Linked DNA regions of Mus musculus: all the other regions are linked to region 2. A link is a contact called in public HiChIP or PLAC-seq data. All regions are on one chromosome and are shown on one strand. Each heading gives the region's core, a stretch centred on a gene start, on an enhancer-like site or on the middle of the called end of the contact. The rest is flanking DNA. Distances are from core to core; before and after follow the strand shown. Region 1 has its middle 7.2 kb from the start of Gm35884. Region 2 overlaps Cdh17 (cadherin 17). Region 3 has its middle 17 kb from the start of Gem. Region 4 holds the start of Gem (GTP binding protein (gene overexpressed in skeletal muscle)).

Region 1 (4,145 bases), core at 131-2,630, 110 kb before region 2:
TGGAATCTCCCGTGCTTGCTGTAGTAGGGTAGCTGGGCTGTGGTGGTGCCCTATTGTCCTGGGCACTGCTGACTGTGTTCTTGCACTGGCTTTTAGTCGTTTGTGTTTGGAGTTGTCATGGGTTTATGTGCTGATTTCTGACTTTGTCTTTGTTGGGTGGATTTTTTTTGGATGTTTTCGCCCTGCTTTCTGTTTTCTCTCTGGTCTTCTGGCCTAAGTGGCCTGTAGTTCTGGCTAACTCTTCTGTTAACTTCAGGCCCAATAGTGTGTCTCCAGTGGGGTTTTGGTGGGCAGTATGACCTCTGGGGTTTTAGATACTTGTGTCGCCTCTGTGGTTCCAGGTCCATGGGGTTCCTGGGGTTTTCAGTACTGGCATTGTCTCAGGTAGAATGGGAGTCTTTTGCAGGGGTTGTTGGCCAGGATATGGAGCTCAGGGGAGGGGTGCCTGCTGGGAACTGCTAGATGAGTTAAAAGGACATACAGTTTTGGAGGCCAGTCATTCCACCTGTATATTTTTTTTCTTTAAAAAATCTACATGTATGTATGTATGTATGTATGTATGTTGTATATGTGTATTGGTGCACATGCTGTGGTTTGCTCCTCGGGCAGAAGGCAGCTCTCAGGAGTCTGTTCTCTTCTTCTCTGCCTCAGTCCCAGGGTTTGGCCTCAGGCCATTAGGCTTGGTATCAAGCACCTTTCCTACTGAGCCATCCCAATAGCCCAAGCAGTATATTTTCAAGTAGCCTGGTTTTGGCTCACTGCATCTTTCTTCTCTGTGATATTCCACTGTCAGGCTTTCAGTCTGTCCTGAGTAGTTTTTACTTTAAGGATTTCTATTTGATTTTTAAGAAAAGTTTCAGTCTCTCTGTTAACTTCTCTGTTGTGATATTAAGTCATATCTCTTCAGTTTTCCTGAAGTTTATTGAATTTTCTGAAAACTAAAGATAGCTATCTTAAGTTTGAAAGTCTCCCATAGAGTTGAAGTTTAGTGTCCTTATTTTGACAGGTAGGATCAAGTTTTCCTAAAAGTGCTTGACACTTGTTAGTGTGCAACATTGTTTCAGTATCAAAGAATTAGTGGGTTTTTGTTGTTGTTGTTTGTTGTTCTTTTATAACTTAACTCTTTTATGCCTGGCTCTCCAGGACTTCAAGCAGGCTCTTTGTTGAATCTGATCCTGTGGTTGTTTCTGTTTCAACATTAGATGGCAGTCTCAGGCCAGTTCTGCTTCAAGTCTGACTTCAGTGTTTCAGCATTAGAGGCTAACTTAAGCTCAGGCATATCCCAAGTCTTCAAAACAGAAGAACCTAGAACTGATCATTTGCTCTCACTAGCCTCGCCTTGGAATCAGCGCATGCCCAGAGAGCTCATCCATAGTCCGTGACCCGTGCTTAGCTGAAGAGTCAGCCTGGCTCTGGGAGACTCACACTGAAGGCACTGGCCATGGTTCCTGTGCCGTGGGTGTGGTCAGTAAGGCTGCAGAACTTCGCCACATCGTGAGCTCCTACTCCATGAAGACCCATATAGTGCTGGCTTTCTTGAGCGGCTTCCCCTTCTGCTGACAGAGATTATTAGAAGGGTGTTTGAAAAAGTTAGCTGCCCCGCTATCACAGGGTTTGTGAGACTCTTTCTGGCACGTTGAAGCCCTGGATGTAATTTCTGCCTTAAGTACTGAGGAAGTATCACCATGCTGGGTTGCTTAGTTAGGGGTTAAGAGGCAACTCTTCCCTTCTGTCTCCCTACCCTTTACCTCTTTGTAAATTATACCACAACCAGGCACTGTAGTCTCTCACCGGACTTCCTTAGCATTTGTGAAGGTAGTTTGGGGTGTTATTCACACTGTTCAAACGGGCTCTTCTCTGGGAGAGGTGATCATTGGAGGCTCTTACTCAACCACCATCTTACCCCTCCCATCATTTCCTGTATTATCTTGCTTTATAATAAGAATGGGCCACCAATAAAAGTGCTTACAATGTTATGAGTCAGGTAAGTTTAATTTATGCATCACACCAACCTGCAGTTGGAAGGAATTGTAGTCATATGTCCAAAATGGAATGACAGAAAGAAAATGTCCTTGTCGTGATAGCCAGCTTCTCCTTTCTCATATGCTCAACAATTGCTTGAAAACATTATATTTTAGGTTGGTACTTCTTCTAAATTCTTTCTCTGTAAAGGGTTTGTTTGTCCTTTTTTTCCCCTTTGTGGACAAAAGAAGCATATAAATTCATATTATATAGAACACCCAGTGGCTTACTCTGACTACTAATGTGAATTTACTTCTGAAAGACCCATTCTCAGAACTCTCTGATTTATTGTTTTAATTCTGACTTGTTACCTCCTGAGCATCGAGGAGACTATCATCCCAGGTTTAAATAAATGAGCTTACTGGGCCACCTCCCTGTTTTCCTCTATCCCTGGAGGATTTTCTCCTGCGTAACCAGTGGCTTTTACAGGAAGTGCGTTCTGAAGTGGCTGAGTGGCTGCAGGGGAGGCTCCTGCTGTTCTCATGCGTGACCTCATGTCATTCTTCTCATGTAGTATTTCACTGAGAGTTGGGCCAGGTACTGAATAGTGTGTTCAAAACAATGTTTCCCCTAACGGGGAGTCAATGCCAGCCCCCATTGCTGCGGATGCAGTGACACCAAGCTAATTCTCACGCTTCCTACCCGACCTCCACTGTCTCAGGACAAACAGACCATAAATTTTACAATGATGCGACCTTGTATGATACAGAAGACGAAATTTTTCTGGACCATTTTTTTTTTTTTTTGAGCTCTTGGAACCATGCTCCACTATGTTCATAGCCGTCTTATTTATAATAGTAAGAAGCTGGAAAGAACCTTGTATTTCCTTCTCTTTTGGAAATTGATTTTATTATTTACCAACAGTTTTTAACCCCTCCGTGATGGTTTGTGTACGCTTAGCTAAGAGAGTTACACTCTTAGAAGGTGTGACCCTGTGGGGTAGGTGTGTCACTGTGGGTGTGGGTTTAACACCCTCCTCCTGGCTTCCTGGAAGTCAGTCTTCTATTAGCAGCCTTCAGATGAAGATGTAGAACTCTCAGCTCCTCCTGCACCATGCCTGCCTAGATGCTGTCCTGCTCTCACCTTGATGATACTGGACTCAAATCTCTGAACCTGTAATCTGGCCCCAACTAAATATTGTTTTTGTAAGAGTTGCCTTGGACAGATTGGGAGAAGGTCTTTACCAATTCTAAATCTGATAGGGAGCTAATATCGAATATATATAAAGAACTCAAGAAGTTGGACTCCAGAAACCAAATAACCCTATTTAAAAATGGGGTACAGAGCTAAACAAAGAATTCTCAATTGAGGAATATCGAATGGCTGAGGCACACACATCTAAAAAATGTTCAACATCCTTAATCATCAGGGAAATGCAAATCAAAACAACCCTGAGATTCTACCTCACACCAGTCAGAATGGCTAAGGTAAAAAACTCAGATGACAGCAGTTGTTGTCGAGGATGTGGAGAAAGAGGAACACTCCTCCATTGTTGGTGGGATTGCAAGCTGGTACAACCACTCTGGAAATCAGTTTGGCGGTTCCTCAGAAAATAGGACATAGTACTACTGGATGATCCAAGAATATCCTCTCGTGAGCATATACCCAGAAGATGTTCCAACTGGTAATAAGGACACATGCTCCACTATGTTCATAGCATCCTTATTTATAATAGCCAGAAGCTGGAAAAAACCCAGATGTCCCTCAACAGAGGAATGGATACAGAAGATGTGATATATTTACACTGTGGATTACTACTCAGCAATAAAAAAACAATGAATTTATAAAATTCTTAGACAAATGGATGGATCTGGAGGATATCATCCTGAGTAAGGTAACTCAATAACAAAAGAACACACATGATATGCACTCACTGATAAGTGGATATTAGCCCAGAAGCTCAGAATACCCAAGATACAATTTGCAAAACACATGAAACTCAAGAAGGAAGACCAAAGTGTGGATACTTCGATCCTTCTTAGAAGGGGGAACAAAATACCCATGGAAGGAATTACAGAGACAAAGTTCGGAGCAGAGACTGAAGGAATGACCATCCAGAAACTGCCCCACCTGGAGATCCATCCCATAAAAAAACCCACCAAACCCAGACATTATTGCAGATG
Region 2 (4,416 bases), core at 1,868-4,367:
TTGAGGGATTACTTTCTTGCTTTTTCTAGGGCGTGATTTCTGTCCTTGTATTGGTTTTTTTCTGTTATTATCCTTTGAAGGGCTGGATTCCTGGAAAGATAATGTGTGAATTTGGTTCTGTCGTGGAATACTTTGGTTTCTCCATCTATGGTAATTAAGAGTTTAGCCGGGTATAGTAGCCTGGGCTGGCATTTGTGTTCTCTTAGTGTCTGTATAACATCTGTCCAGGATCTTCTGGCTTTCATAGTCTCTGGTGAAAAGTCTGGTGTAAATCTGATAGGCCTGCCTTTATATGTTACTTGACCTTTTTCCCTTACTGCTTTTAATATTCTATCTTTATTTAGTGTATTTGTTGTTCAGATTATTATGTGTCGGGAGGAATTTTTTTCTGGTCCAGTCTATTTGGAGTTCTGTAGGCTTTTTGTATGTTCATGGGCATCTCTTTCTTTAGATTTGGGAAGTTTTCTTCTATAATTTTGTTGAAGATATTTGTTGGGCCTTTAAGTTGAAAATCTTCATTCTCATCTACTCCTATTATCTGTAGGTTTGGTCTTCTTATTGTATCCTGGATTTCCTGGATGTTTTGAGTTAGGATCTTTTTGCATTTTGTATTTTCTTTGATTGTTGTGCCCATGTTCTCTATGGAATCTTCTGCACCTGAGATTCTCTCTTCCATCTCTGTATTCTGTTGCTGATGCTTGCATCTATGGTTCCAGATTTCTTTCCTAGGTTTTCTATCTCCAGCGTTGCCTCACTTTTGGTTTTCTTTATTGTGTCTACTTCCCTTTTTAGGTCTTAGATGGTTTTATTCGATTCCATCACCTGTTTGGTTGTGTTTTCCTGCAATTCTTTAAGGGATTTTTGTGTTTCCTCTTTAAGGTCTTCTACCTGTTTAGCAGTGTTCTCCTGTATTTCTTTAAGTGAGTTATTAAAGTCCTTCTTGATGTCCTCTACCATCATCATGAGATATGCTTTTAAATAGGGGACTATCTTTTCAGGTGTGTTGAGGTGCCCAGGATTGGGTGGGTTGGGAGTGCTGTGTTCTGATGATGGGGAGTGGTCTTGGTTTCTGTTAGTAAGATTCTTATGCTTGCCTTTCGCCATCTGGTAATCTCTGGAGTTAGTTGTTGTAGTTGTCTCTGGTTAGATCTTGTTCCTCGGGTATTTATGTTAGCCTCTATCTGCAAACCTGGAAGACTAGCTCTCTCCTGAGTTTCATTGTTCAGAGTACTCTCTGCAGGCAAGCTCTCCTCTTGCAGGGAAGGTGCCCAGATATCTGGTGTTCAAACCTGCTTCCTGGCAGAAGTTGTGATCTACTCACAGAGGTCTTACGATCCCGTGGAGGGTCCTATGTGTACCATGCAGGTGTCTGCAGACTACGTGCCCAAGGTACCTCGGTGCTGGCGTGGACCAGAAGGGATTTGTGCCCCTGGTCAGGCCGGGTTTTTTGCTTCCCCAATTAATGCAGTCTCAGGTCCAGCACGATTGGATTGGAGTAGCAGCTGTGTTCCACTCACCAGAGGTCTTAAGATCCTGTGGAGGGTCTTGTGGGTAGCCTGCGGGTGTCCACAGACTCCGCGCCCAAGCTACCCCAGTGCTGGTGGGGCACTTCATGAATTCTTTAAAGGAAGAAAAATTCTATTCAACTTGTTCCATATGCAGCTGTGGGAGGTACAGACAATGCATCTCCTTCTTGAGGGCTTGCTGCTTAGCTAGCTATAAAAACATACACAAGTAGAAATGTTAACACATGAAGTACTGGTTCGTTCCTCTTAAGTTTATACTGTCCTCTTTAGGAAAAAGAGGAAAAGAAAAGTTTCCTCAATTATGATACATTTAGAAAGAAGCAGCCGCTGTTACATGAGTACAAATTCCAAATGGCTCTGAGCCACATGCCTCATGGGTGGATCTATGTCTATCTATCTATCTATCTATCTATCTATCTATCTATCTATAGATCTATAGATCTATAGATCTATAGATATAGAGAGAGACAGAGAGAGGCAGAGAGACAGAGAGAGAGAGACAGGAGAGACAGACATAGTGATAGAGATAGAGATATTTCTTCCCTTTTCCATCCTTTAAAACCCAACTCCTGTAAGTGTCTGTATAAGGCCTTGGCTGCAAACTGATATAAATGAAGAGTGTAATTCAATTCAAATAGTGGCATCTGAATAAATCTCAGGTGGGATTCTGACCGCATGAAAGGAAACTCACACTTCCCATTTTATAGATCTGGATGACCACAGATTCTATCAGAACTTGCTCAAAGTTGGTAGGACACAGAATCACATCCACTGACCTCAGGAGCTCCTGGGCCAAAATACACACAGGCACAGTATACATATGGCCATGGCATGTGGTATGTGTGTGTGTGTGTGTGTGTGTGTGTATGTGTGCGTGTGTGACTATTCTTTATGTGTTATCTTTGAGTGGAGTCAGTCTCTACAGTTGTTCACAAAGCTCTCAGAAGTAGCCCAAGATTGGCTTCTTCTAGTTTAGCTGTGACATTTGTCCAGTGTGTTAGTGTCTTGGGGCTATAGTAATAAAGCACCAGAAATGTGAACTTCTCAGTTCTGCTGATGGGGAATCTGAAATTATGGTGACAGGATCTTGTGGGAAAGCCTGTTGCCTCTTCTGACTCTGACTTAAGCTAGCTGCTGACAACACTCTGCAGATCTCTTTCCTCCTCTTCTTCTTTACCTCCCTCTGTGTGTGGATGATCTCACCCCAGTAATGTAGTTGCTTATATCTCTGATGACCCTATTTTCAAATAGGGCCCCCCACCAAGATTAGAGGTGGAAGTAGATTCCTTTGGGTGGGTGAGGAGCAGGAGGTACACCATGCTGAACTGTCACTCCCCACCAAATCTGTAAGTTGATGTCCTGCTCCTTGTGTGGGGTAAATTGTTCTTCCTCCCCAGCTCATAGGATAAAGTTCTAAGTCTTGGTACTTCAGAATATGGCTATACAGATGTAGATGTTTTAAAGAGGAAATTGGGTAGGATGAGTGCTGGGTAGGATGTGGGACTGGGTAGGATGAGTGCTGGGTAGGATGTGGGACTGGGTAGGATGTAGGGCTGGGTAGGATGTGGGCTGGGTAGGATGTGGGCTGGGTAGGATGTGGGTTGGGTAGGATGTGGGACTGGGTAGGATGTGGAACTGGGTAGGATGTAGGGCTGGGTAGAATGTAGGGCTGGGCAGGATGTAGGTCTGGGTAGGATGTAGGACTAGGTAAGATGTGGAACGGGGTAGGATGTGGGACTGGATAGGATGTGGAACTGGGTACGATGAAGGATTAGGAAGATAGCTCAGTCAGTACATTTTTTACCTTGCCTCTATAAGGACCTGGGTTAGATCCCCTGATGCATACACACAAAGCCAGGCATGGCAGTACATTTGTAATCCCAGTGCTGGGGAGGCAGAGACAGGTAGATTACTAGGGTTCACTGGCCAGACAACTTAAATATACTTAGCAAGATTTTGTAGAGAGAGAGTGCTAGAGACCCTGTTTAAAAAAAAAAACTAAATAAAACAAAACAAAAACCAAACAACAACAACAAGAACAACAAAACCAAACAAAAGGAAAAACAACAAGAACAACAACAAAAAGGTGGGTAGCTTCTACGGAATGCCGCTGAGGTTGCCCTCTGACTCCCACATTCACATGTATGTATGTGTATACCCACAAACACCCAGCTGGTGGGCCTTAATCTAATCTGACCAGAGTTCCTAGGATAAATTTGGGTGCTAAGGTATAAAGAGGAGGTTACATAGTGAGGAGGAAGAAATAGCCAGGGAGAGACGCTTAGAGGAAAGCCGTTTTGTCAACACCTTGATTTCATGTGTCCAGGGTCTAGGTCTCCCAGAAGGCTGATTTTTGTTTAAGTCTCTCAATTAACAATACTGTGTGGCAGGCAGTCTTGGCTGCCACTATGTTCAATCAAGCATACCATGAAAAAATGCAAGGAGCCAAAGTAAATCTAAATGTCTTTGCTCACCACCCCAGACAGTTCCCGTGTTTCCTAAGAAGCCACTTGATGAACTGATGTGGTTGTTGTTCTTTCTTCTCCAAAGGTAACAGCATCGGGATCTTTGAGGCCCATGATATGGACGAAGCTAACAACATCAACAGTATTTTGAAATACAAGCTTGTAGACCAAACACCCAAAGTTCCCTCAGATGGACTTTTTCTCATTGGTGAATATGAGGGAAAGGTTCAGTTAAGTAAACAGTCCTTGAAGAAGCAAGACAGTCCTCAGTACAACTTAAGTATCGAGGTGTCTGACGTAGGTAAGCACTGTACCCGATGTGGTGAGTTTACATGTCTGTTTTCCTTTTACTAAGGATTTGTGAGGCCCTTCCCATGCCAGTAGCTTTCTCTGCTATCTTTGTGACTGTGAGGAAGCCAGATGTT
Region 3 (3,922 bases), core at 482-2,981, 73 kb before region 2:
CATATGATGCTCTGGTATCCTACTGGGGACATGAGCATCCAAATTTACCAGGGAAGTACACATGTGTGACTATTAGAACATGGGAATGGAACAGGGTAAGGAGGCAGTCAGCTTAAGCCTTCAGCTTTAATTTGTCTAAAAAGCCACAATCAGACATATTTGAAAGTAGTTATTTCTTTCTCTGTAAACACTAGACCAGTCAAAGCAATGAGGTAGGAGTGGAAATCCTAGTTAAAAGAATCCAAAGGCAACTGCCTTCTGTGTTTCATCTACTTGATTATAAGATGGAGCGGGTGGCCTGCCATAATGTGTTTCAATATTTGGAAACAGCTTGTGAGGATCTTGGATTTGAGGAGGAACAACTGGGAAAATGGAGTCCTCAGTTGGGTTGGAAAAATAAGAATAAGTGAAACCAGGGCCTCCAGATGTCTTTGGACAAGGACTGCAAACATCCAAGAATAGAGAGACAAGGAGGCAGGCGGCCGACATGGGCCCCACTGCCATTGCAAGGGGTGCTCTGAGAGGCATATGCTAGCTGTCATGTGTGAATTATCCGAGTCATTGCCAACAGACTTTGTTGATGAGGATGGGAGCGGCTAATGTTTATTTTGGGCCCTGTCACATGGCAGCACATGTGGATCTCTTGACTCCAAAGATGATTCGCACTTAGAGATTGAGAGGACCTTGGCTGTGGGTCCGCTGCTCCTTTTTATACAGAAAACTATCCTGAATTTGACACTGAGTGGTACTTGCTACAGGTAAAACCCTGAGCTATAGGTCTCAGATAATCGCTGAGGTGATAAGGGTATACCGCCATATCACCTGGGTATTCACACCGCAGGCAGGTGTGCTCTTTGGTAACCTTCTTACATATATGACATTCTCTAGACCACTCTTCCTAGCACATGTCTAACAAAACTCACTTGTCCCAGGTTTCTGGCTTCTGTCAGGTGAAAGGATTATGTTAGAGAATCTGAGAAGGGGTTTGTTTTATATCCAGAGAACACTGGGCTCAGAGTAGGAAGTCTTAGATCCTGGCCCTGGTTTTGCTAGCTATGAATGGACTCTTAAACCCTCTCAACACAAAAGAACAAGGGTTTAAGACTCCAGAGGGTTTTTAAGATGACAGACTGGGATAAGGGATAAAGAGTGGGTATCTTGGTCCCTACAGGATCATTAACGTGCTGTGCGCATGAGCTGGCCCTGAGCTTGTCTGCACTTCAGTTACTTTGATGATGTTTAAGGGAGATTCCAGGCACCCCAGTTGCATGGGGGGGGGGGGAGACCTTTGGGTTTTGTGGTTCTCTTGATGTCCACCTTCAGCTTACCTAGCACCGTTCAGCATAGAGACCAACACTTTTCTGTTTTTTTTTTTTTTTTTTTTTTTTTGCTTACATTGCACCGGCCTTGATCACTGTTCTTCAGAATATTTAAAGTGAGTTAGAAACATTAGCTGTTGGGACAGTGCCAGTGCCATCTCTTCTGGCAGCTGAGGGAGGGAACTCTTAATTTGATTTCCTTTGTTATGCCTTTGAGAGCCTCTGTACAGACTGTCAATTAGCACTCTATTTTTGGTGATGCAGATAAAGATCTTTGACTGATTACAAACCCCAGTTTGAGGGTGAACTGGTTCATTCCCCTGCTTGTGAGAAGAACAGTTCTCCACACCATACACAAATGGGCCCCGGGGGCCTCGAAGGTGTTTCTGGTCAAAACTGTGAGTAAGGCAAGATGTTTGCCACAGAAGCGGAAGCAGGCTGACTGACATGGTCAGGAAAGATAGCTGAAAGGGGAAGGTGCTAAAATGCAGCTGCATCCTGGCTGTAAGGAGTACCTTCCACGTTCTTGTTTTCTTGTGTGTGTGTGTGTGTGTGTGTGTGTGTGTGTGTGTGTGTGTTTGTGCCCATGTGCTTTGATATGAAGTATCTTCCTTAATCATCCTCCACCCTCTTTTGAGACAGTGTCTCACTGAACTTGAACCTGAGCAGCCAGCCAGTGACACCTAGGACGTCCCTCTTTCTGCTTACCCCACAAGCTGAGGTTGCAGACATGTGCTTTCTTGGAAAGGGTGGGTGCTAGAGATCCAAACACAGACCTACGTGGTTTTTTGGCAAGCACTTCACTGACTGAACCATCTGCCTAGCCTGTTTTAGCCTCCTTCAACCAGATTATTACATCTTAATGAAGAAATTAACTACATACATTGAATAAGTTCTCTATTCTTTATACTTCTGTTCTCTGGATTTCCCAGAGAACACACTCCTTGGCCAAAGATGTTCCCCCCAACCCCCGCAACTGAGAACAGGTTGAAAAATTCAAGAAGCCTCTAGGAAGTCCTGAGATGGTGATGTAGTCTGTGCACTGCACGGGAACAAGATGGCGGCTAGCCATACTGCAGGCTAGCAGCCTCCACCTCCTGGGAGCATGAGTAGGGGCAGTATTGACAAAGGCCTCTTGTCTATAATCTTGTGCCTATGCTTCTGAACTTCCAAGAGAAGGATAGCCTTAATCCCTGCATCACCCAGGAGTACCTCGTAGGTGCCCGTGGTGTTGGAGAGTGAGTGCCAGGCCTCATATACTGACGGGTTCCACCCCTGAGCTGCACTTCCGCTCTGCTCTTGGTTGCCTGAGGTGGACACAGAAACCTTTCCCGCTACGGCTGGTTCTTGAGCTTTCCTCCAGTTCCCCCCCCCCCACACACACACACTTCACAGAGGCCGCCATCTTCCTGTCGTGACTATCCCATCGGTCTTCTCTCCAGCACAAGCCTTACTCTACTGAGCTCAGGATCCCTGAAGGTTCAGGTGCGGTGTCACACGTCAGATTTTCTAAGAGTGTGTTCTCAGGCCATTTGCTCTCAGCTCATGTCAATTTCAACGAAAGAGGAGTCTGTGGTCAACTATGTACTGGGTTTGAATCCAGGGTCCCGTGCATGCTTGGCAACCACTCTGCCACTGACTTGTGAGTGCTTATAGCTGGGATGGAAATATAGTAGCAGGGGAGCAGAAGGAGTGGGAGGAAAGAGAGCAGGGGATGGATTTGATCAACATCCTCTGTGTGCTTGTATAACAAACACTCTCAAACAAACAGTAGCAAATATATTCAAGATGTGCCTGAAGTGACAGTTACCACTCTAAGAGCACAGTTCTTCACCTTAGGTATGTTCAGGGCCCTGCAGACATTACACCATCCGTATCCAGTTTCTGTCATCCAGCCTGTACCAGGGTTAGAATGCCGTTTGCAGCCTGGGAAACCTCCATCCCACTTCTGGCATCTATGAGTTTTAGCGCTTCAGGCAGCTCACCTGAGTGGATAGCTAGCTGCCTCCTCGCCCTGTGACTTTTTTTAATTTTTAGAGAGTCTAGCCATGGGGTTCAGTCTTTCCTTAACCCCCTTCCCTCTTCCCTTAGCCTCCAAATCCTGGGATAATGTGTGTAGCACCACATCCCGCTGGTCCATAATTTCTTTCATATAATGTCTTTAAGATTCATCCAGGTTGGGACATGCATCAGATCTCTTCCTGCTCCTTCCTCTTGATCCCTTTATTTTGTTTGTTTATTTTTGCTATTGTAAATAAATTACACATTTCTTTCTTCCCGTCCCTTCTTCCAAACTCTCCCATATGCCCTTCCCCATTTTCCTTCAGATTTATGGTAATTTTTCATTCCTTGCCATTGCATGCATGTATGCATTATATACACATTCTCCTAAGTATGACCTGTTGAGTCCATATAGTGTTACTTGTATGTGTGCTTTCAGGGATGATTTTGTTTTTTTAATAGTGAGTGGCTATCAGTGTGCTCTCCCCTGGGAGGACCACCTCTCTTGTTCCCAGCTTTCCTCCGTTTCCTGTCGGTCTTTGTGTAGGGTTGAGGCCTTGTGGGGTTTTCCTCCATCGATTTGGCATGCTCACTGGTGTGAT
Region 4 (4,321 bases), core at 849-3,348, 90 kb before region 2:
TGTGTGTGTGTGTGTGTGCTTGCCTGTGTGCTTGCCTCTGCATGATGGTTAGAGGCCAGAAGGGGACTGTTTGGATGTTTTCTGTTGCTTTTCACTTTGTTTTATAAATCAGAGTCTTTCCCTCACCTGTCATTCCCTAGGCTGGCCAGCGCTGGTCTCTGCTCATCTCTGTCCTGCAGTCCAGCACTGCAGCTTCATTCCTGTGGCCGATGCCTGGTTTCTGTGTAAGTGCCAAGGGTCTGAACTCAGGTCCTGTGCTCGCTTAGCAGCACGTTCCCACTGAGCAATCTTCACAGCTCCCCAATGTGAGCTTCTTGCTACTCCTTTTTTATTTTTTTAAATTTATTTTAAATTATGTGCCATTACCCCATCCCCCAATGTGAGATTCTTATCAGTGTGAAGAAGTAGGATTAAGAGATGGTGTGATTTGCTTACAGACACCACAGTGTTTCTGTTGAGAACAGTCGCCAGAGCAATAGACCTGGGAGGAAATGTGGATATCTGCGTGGAAATGCCTCTCCTCAGAGACGTATTCACAGTTGGGTAGTTGTCTCCCTGCCCCTCCTTCCTTCTCCATCATCTCCCTCATTGTTTCCATCTTTCTTCTCCCCCCCCCCCCCAGTCCTTTTTCCTCATTTTCTTTCTACATCCGTGTCCCTTCCCACCGTGTTAACATTGAGGAAAAACGTGGCTGGTGAAGAGCCGTATCCAGAGCTTTATGGTACCCAGAATAGACTTTAGTTTGGCCACCTAAAGTCTTCCTGAGTGGCCAAACTATAGTCTATTCTGGCTCTGGCTCTTATCTTCCTTGTGCATAAATAAATTTGGGGCTCTGCCTTTGAGACTAAGGCACTCTCCATCTTTCTTATTTGGTGGATTCTACCTTTGCCAGCTTGGTCCCTGACAGACCTGAGGTGCAGCTGGTCACTTGGATAATTCCCAAATCGCATAGATGCCTTCGTGACACCGTTGTAACCACAGAGCAGCCCAGCCACTCCAATAGACACTGGTGCTGGCTGCTTCCCGAGGGGCCGCCAGCCAACCCACAGCAGAAGCTGGCTGGAGAAGCAGATGGATGTGTTGGAAAGGCTAGCATGGACTCTAAACACAGCATGTGGGAAATGCCCACGTCCCCGGGAAATACCCATGTCCTGGGGAAGAGGTCACTTAGCAGTGCAGTTTAAAATGTACTTAAGGCAGGTTTCATTGCAGGGCCTCTTGTTCTCAATCCACAACTGTAGTAAGGGCAAGGTTCTCCAGGCCCACCAGAACCACAGGTCTTTGCAAATCTTAGCAAATGATAGAAGCAGTAGGGCTCTCTCAGGGGATTGAGCCTCCTTGTATCTCCCCATGGCTGGGAAGTCCTGGCTCTAGGCCAAAGTTCCAGCCATGCTGAGCAGCTCGGTTCTGAGATGCGCTGATTGGGGTGTGATTAAATTTCTGATGGAGGAGATTCAGCATTGTGGCCAAAACAGGGGGATGGCAGTGTTTAGCACAAGCTGCTTGGAGCCAACCTGCCCCTTTTCAAGATCCCCTACTCTTTCCTCCGACTCTTCTCTTTTGGATCTCTTCCAGAAGAAGGAAACAAAGCAGTATGTCCCAAGTCAGAGATAAGAAGTCAGGAAGCAGGAAGGGCCTGGTTGCTTCTCAGAGCATGCTCTGAAGGTGGTCTGTCCACTCAGGGTGGCTGTAGCCTCATCCTGGAGGCCGGAGTCCCGCTCACTCAGACGGATCTGTTTTCTTGGCAAAGCTGGACTCGCGGCTTGGGCCTGTTTCTTTCCTCATCCTTTATTCAGACAGCTTACAAGTGCTCTGCTGGGAAGGGCGATTAAGTAGCACTAAGTGTATTTTTCCAGTGTCCACCTGATAAAAAGAAAATAAAACAAAATCAACGATTGAACTGTCATTTTTTTTCTCCCTCACTCCCCTCAAGGGGATAGGGGAGTCACATGACTACGAGTAACTGATTTAGCCAAGTGGCTGCAACTCAGTTTGCTGCAGAGCCGCCCCCTCCCGGCGGGAGCGCTGACGTCACGGAAAAGCCCCGTCGCGGGGCTGCCGGGCGCGCTATAAACGGCGGCGGGCAGCGGAGGCTTCAGGAGGCGGCACTGCCAGCGGACATCACACAGCCTCGGACTGCGGAGCCCGCATCGCAGACGTCAGGCGTTGCAGCAGGCGGATCGACGGCAGACGCCCACCCAGCGCCCAGTGCAGCCAAGTAAGGGGCCATGGCTGAGGGGCAGTCCCAGTGGGAGCCTCTGTGGGAAGGGGCGTTCCTGGTCTCCGAACTTTTTAAGTTAGGAAGGCAGCCAGTCCCTAGACTCCCTAGGTCTGTACCGGGGGTTCTGCCGTGGGAGAAAGAAGTTCAGGCGCAAAGGATGCGCTTCTGATGGGGGTTTCTAAATTCAATTTCGGAGGAGTGTCACCTTACAGATTAGGTGGCCAGGCGGCAGACTTCAAGGTCTGCTGTCGCAAGTCTGTCAACCCAGGGACTGTTTTTAAGACTTAAAAAGAAACCGGCTGGTTCTGGATCGTGGCATAGGTGTGATGTATGGAGTAGGGTGTGTGAGCTGAGCGTGATCCTTGCGCTCACGCGGGGAGCTTGCTGAGTTAAAAACCATAGAGCGGTTATCTCGGGCAGTCTTGGCAGAACAGACTGCCTGTCAGGCAAGGCAGTCTTGCAAGGAAAAAGTTGTAGGAAGTTGTTGAGTGGCTTTTCACTGAGTCTCTGATCTTCTAATTTACGTCAGAAAGGTGCAATTTTTAAAATAAATAATTATATACAGTAAAAAAATCATGGAGTGGACGACGTTCCTTAAGAATGAAGCCCTTTTTGTACAAGTGTGATGTGTCTGAATGTGAGCAGGTCCTTCCCCTCTCAGAAGAACCAGCCTCAGGGCTGCTACGCTAAACAGTTTCTGTAGATAAGAGGGTAGAGCTGAGGCATAGCACTCAAACAGAAACTGTCCCACTCCCCAAATAACGGCCTCTTCAGTCAGGCAGCTGGAGGACATCAGGGCAACCTTACTAAACATGGAAGTTCCCCCAAAGTGCCTGTCCAGTCCAGCCAGGGGAGTGATGTCATTGCCGCGTGTTTCCCACTGAGGCTCAAGACTGCAGGATGCGGGGGCAATTAAGAGCCATGTTTAGACAAGAACAGTTAACCTGGCCAGCTGGTGCCCAGCAGCTCTAACTTGTTGCTGATGGTAATGTCATTTCTGGAGGCAATGGGTTCCTTCCAGCTGCCTCTGTGCCAACTCCCGGTGGGATTTCCAAAGCTCCTTTAAGGACAGAGGGAGCTTATGGGCAATGGATGGATGGTGTTACTGCTACTACAAACGACAGCCTGATTGAGAAGCTAGTTACTGAGTGTGTGTGTGTGTGTTGTTGTTGTTGTTGAAAATTTTGCTTTCTAGGCTTAGGGACAGTTTAGTGGTTGATTCTTACATTAAGAATTCATACCCATCAAATGAAGCACCAAAGACAACTGTGTTGAGCGCCCCTGGGCCTGGCTCATTCTTAATCATATTGCCATCTTTACTGCTCTGATTCCTAGGATCCCGCAATGACTCTGAATAATGTCACCATGCGCCAAGGCACTGTGGGCATGCAGCCACAGCAGCGCTGGAGTATCCCTGCTGATGCCAGGCATCTGATGGTCCAGAAGGATCCCCACCCCTGCAACCTCCGAAACCGCCACTCTACTGCTCCGGAAGAGCACTGCCGGCGGAGCTGGTCGTCCGACTCCACAGACTCGGTCATCTCTTCTGAGTCTGGAAACACCTACTACCGAGTAGTGCTTATAGGGGAGCAAGGAGTGGGCAAGTCCACCCTGGCCAACATCTTTGCAGGTGTGCATGACAGCATGGACAGCGACTGTGAGGTCTTGGGAGGTAGGTGGCCCAGCCCCGGTGGGCTTCTGTCTTGTAAGCAGAAAGAGTGAGAGGGAGTGGGTCATTTTTTCTGCAGAATTGGGAGCCAGGCATAATGGTACACACTTGCAATCCCAGCACCAGGAAGGAAGAAGCAGAAGGGCTAGGAACTCAAGGTCATCTTCAGATACAAAAAGAGTTTGAGGCTAACCTGGGCTATGTGATTCTGTCTCAAAAAAAAAAAAAAAAAACAACAAATTGAAACAAAATGTATCTTTAGGATTAGGAGAACCTATACCTTCTCAATACTGAGATGGTGACAGAGGCCTAACTGCTGGCACAAAGCCTCAAGCACAAAAAAAGACAAGACAGGAGGAATACATGTACGCAGGACCAAATCTGTTGACCCAAGTTATCAAGGGGCTTTCTGAAGGTCAGGTCTGAGGGGT

What was found. HiChIP or PLAC-seq counts read pairs in DNA pulled down with a chosen protein or histone mark.
Region 1: a CTCF HiChIP or PLAC-seq map of CD8 T cells shows a contact between it and region 2, with 6 read pairs. The contact joins two enhancer-like sites. A contact is called at or near these places in 9 of 39 promoter capture datasets (the 3T3-L1 cell line, 3T3-L1-derived adipocytes, embryonic stem cells and 5 more), 2 of 15 datasets of contacts at CTCF or cohesin (CD8 T cells and pro-B cells), 4 of 484 Hi-C or Micro-C datasets (Th2 cells, effector CD8 T cells, group 2 innate lymphoid cells and 1 more) and 3 of 115 datasets of contacts at active chromatin or transcription factors (CD8 T cells, T-cell acute lymphoblastic leukemia and embryonic stem cells).
Region 3: a BATF HiChIP or PLAC-seq map of CD8 T cells shows a contact between it and region 2, with 30 read pairs. The contact joins two enhancer-like sites. A contact is called at or near these places in 1 of 15 datasets of contacts at CTCF or cohesin (CD8 T cells), 11 of 484 Hi-C or Micro-C datasets (CD8 T cells, CD8 central memory T cells, DN2 thymocytes and 7 more) and 3 of 115 datasets of contacts at active chromatin or transcription factors (CD8 T cells, T-cell acute lymphoblastic leukemia and effector CD8 T cells).
Region 4: an H3K4me3 HiChIP or PLAC-seq map of the 230-238 cell line shows a contact between it and region 2, with 4 times the contacts expected there. The contact joins the promoter of Gem here to the enhancer-like site in region 2. A contact is called at or near these places in 10 of 39 promoter capture datasets (the 3T3-L1 cell line, 3T3-L1-derived adipocytes, embryonic stem cells and 6 more), 1 of 15 datasets of contacts at CTCF or cohesin (pro-B cells), 4 of 484 Hi-C or Micro-C datasets (CD8 T cells, Th1 cells and nephron progenitors), 7 of 115 datasets of contacts at active chromatin or transcription factors (the 230-238 cell line, CD8 T cells, bone marrow-derived macrophages and 3 more) and 3 of 9 other capture datasets (adipose tissue, liver and pancreatic islet).

What each region holds. Positions count from the first base shown.
Region 1 is chr4:11,681,346-11,685,490 of GRCm38.p6, forward strand. No RefSeq gene overlaps it. Among named protein-coding and RNA genes, the nearest start is that of Gm35884, 7.2 kb to the left of the region's middle. Within about 2 kb of position 1,381, at least 33 of the 459 cell types and tissues checked have an H3K27ac peak or open chromatin away from gene starts, as enhancers often do. A contact at or near this core is called in CD8 T cells, effector CD8 T cells and pro-B cells, where this site is marked.
Region 2 is chr4:11,791,409-11,795,824 of GRCm38.p6, forward strand. It overlaps Cdh17 (cadherin 17), which reads left to right. Exons shown (of 18, transcript NM_019753.4): 10 at 4,077-4,292. Among named protein-coding and RNA genes, the nearest start is that of Cdh17, 35 kb to the left of the region's middle. Within about 2 kb of position 3,118, at least 49 of the 459 cell types and tissues checked have an H3K27ac peak or open chromatin away from gene starts, as enhancers often do. A contact at or near this core is called in the 230-238 cell line, CD8 T cells, CD8 central memory T cells and 5 more, where this site is marked.
Region 3 is chr4:11,719,815-11,723,736 of GRCm38.p6, forward strand. No RefSeq gene overlaps it. Among named protein-coding and RNA genes, the nearest start is that of Gem, 17 kb to the left of the region's middle. Within about 2 kb of position 1,732, at least 100 of the 459 cell types and tissues checked have an H3K27ac peak or open chromatin away from gene starts, as enhancers often do. A contact at or near this core is called in CD8 T cells, CD8 central memory T cells, Th1 cells and 3 more, where this site is marked.
Region 4 is chr4:11,702,349-11,706,669 of GRCm38.p6, forward strand. Gem (GTP binding protein (gene overexpressed in skeletal muscle)) reads left to right here and starts at 2,099. Exons shown (of 5, transcript NM_010276.4): 1 at 2,099-2,218; 2 at 3,557-3,893. The coding sequence starts at 3,566.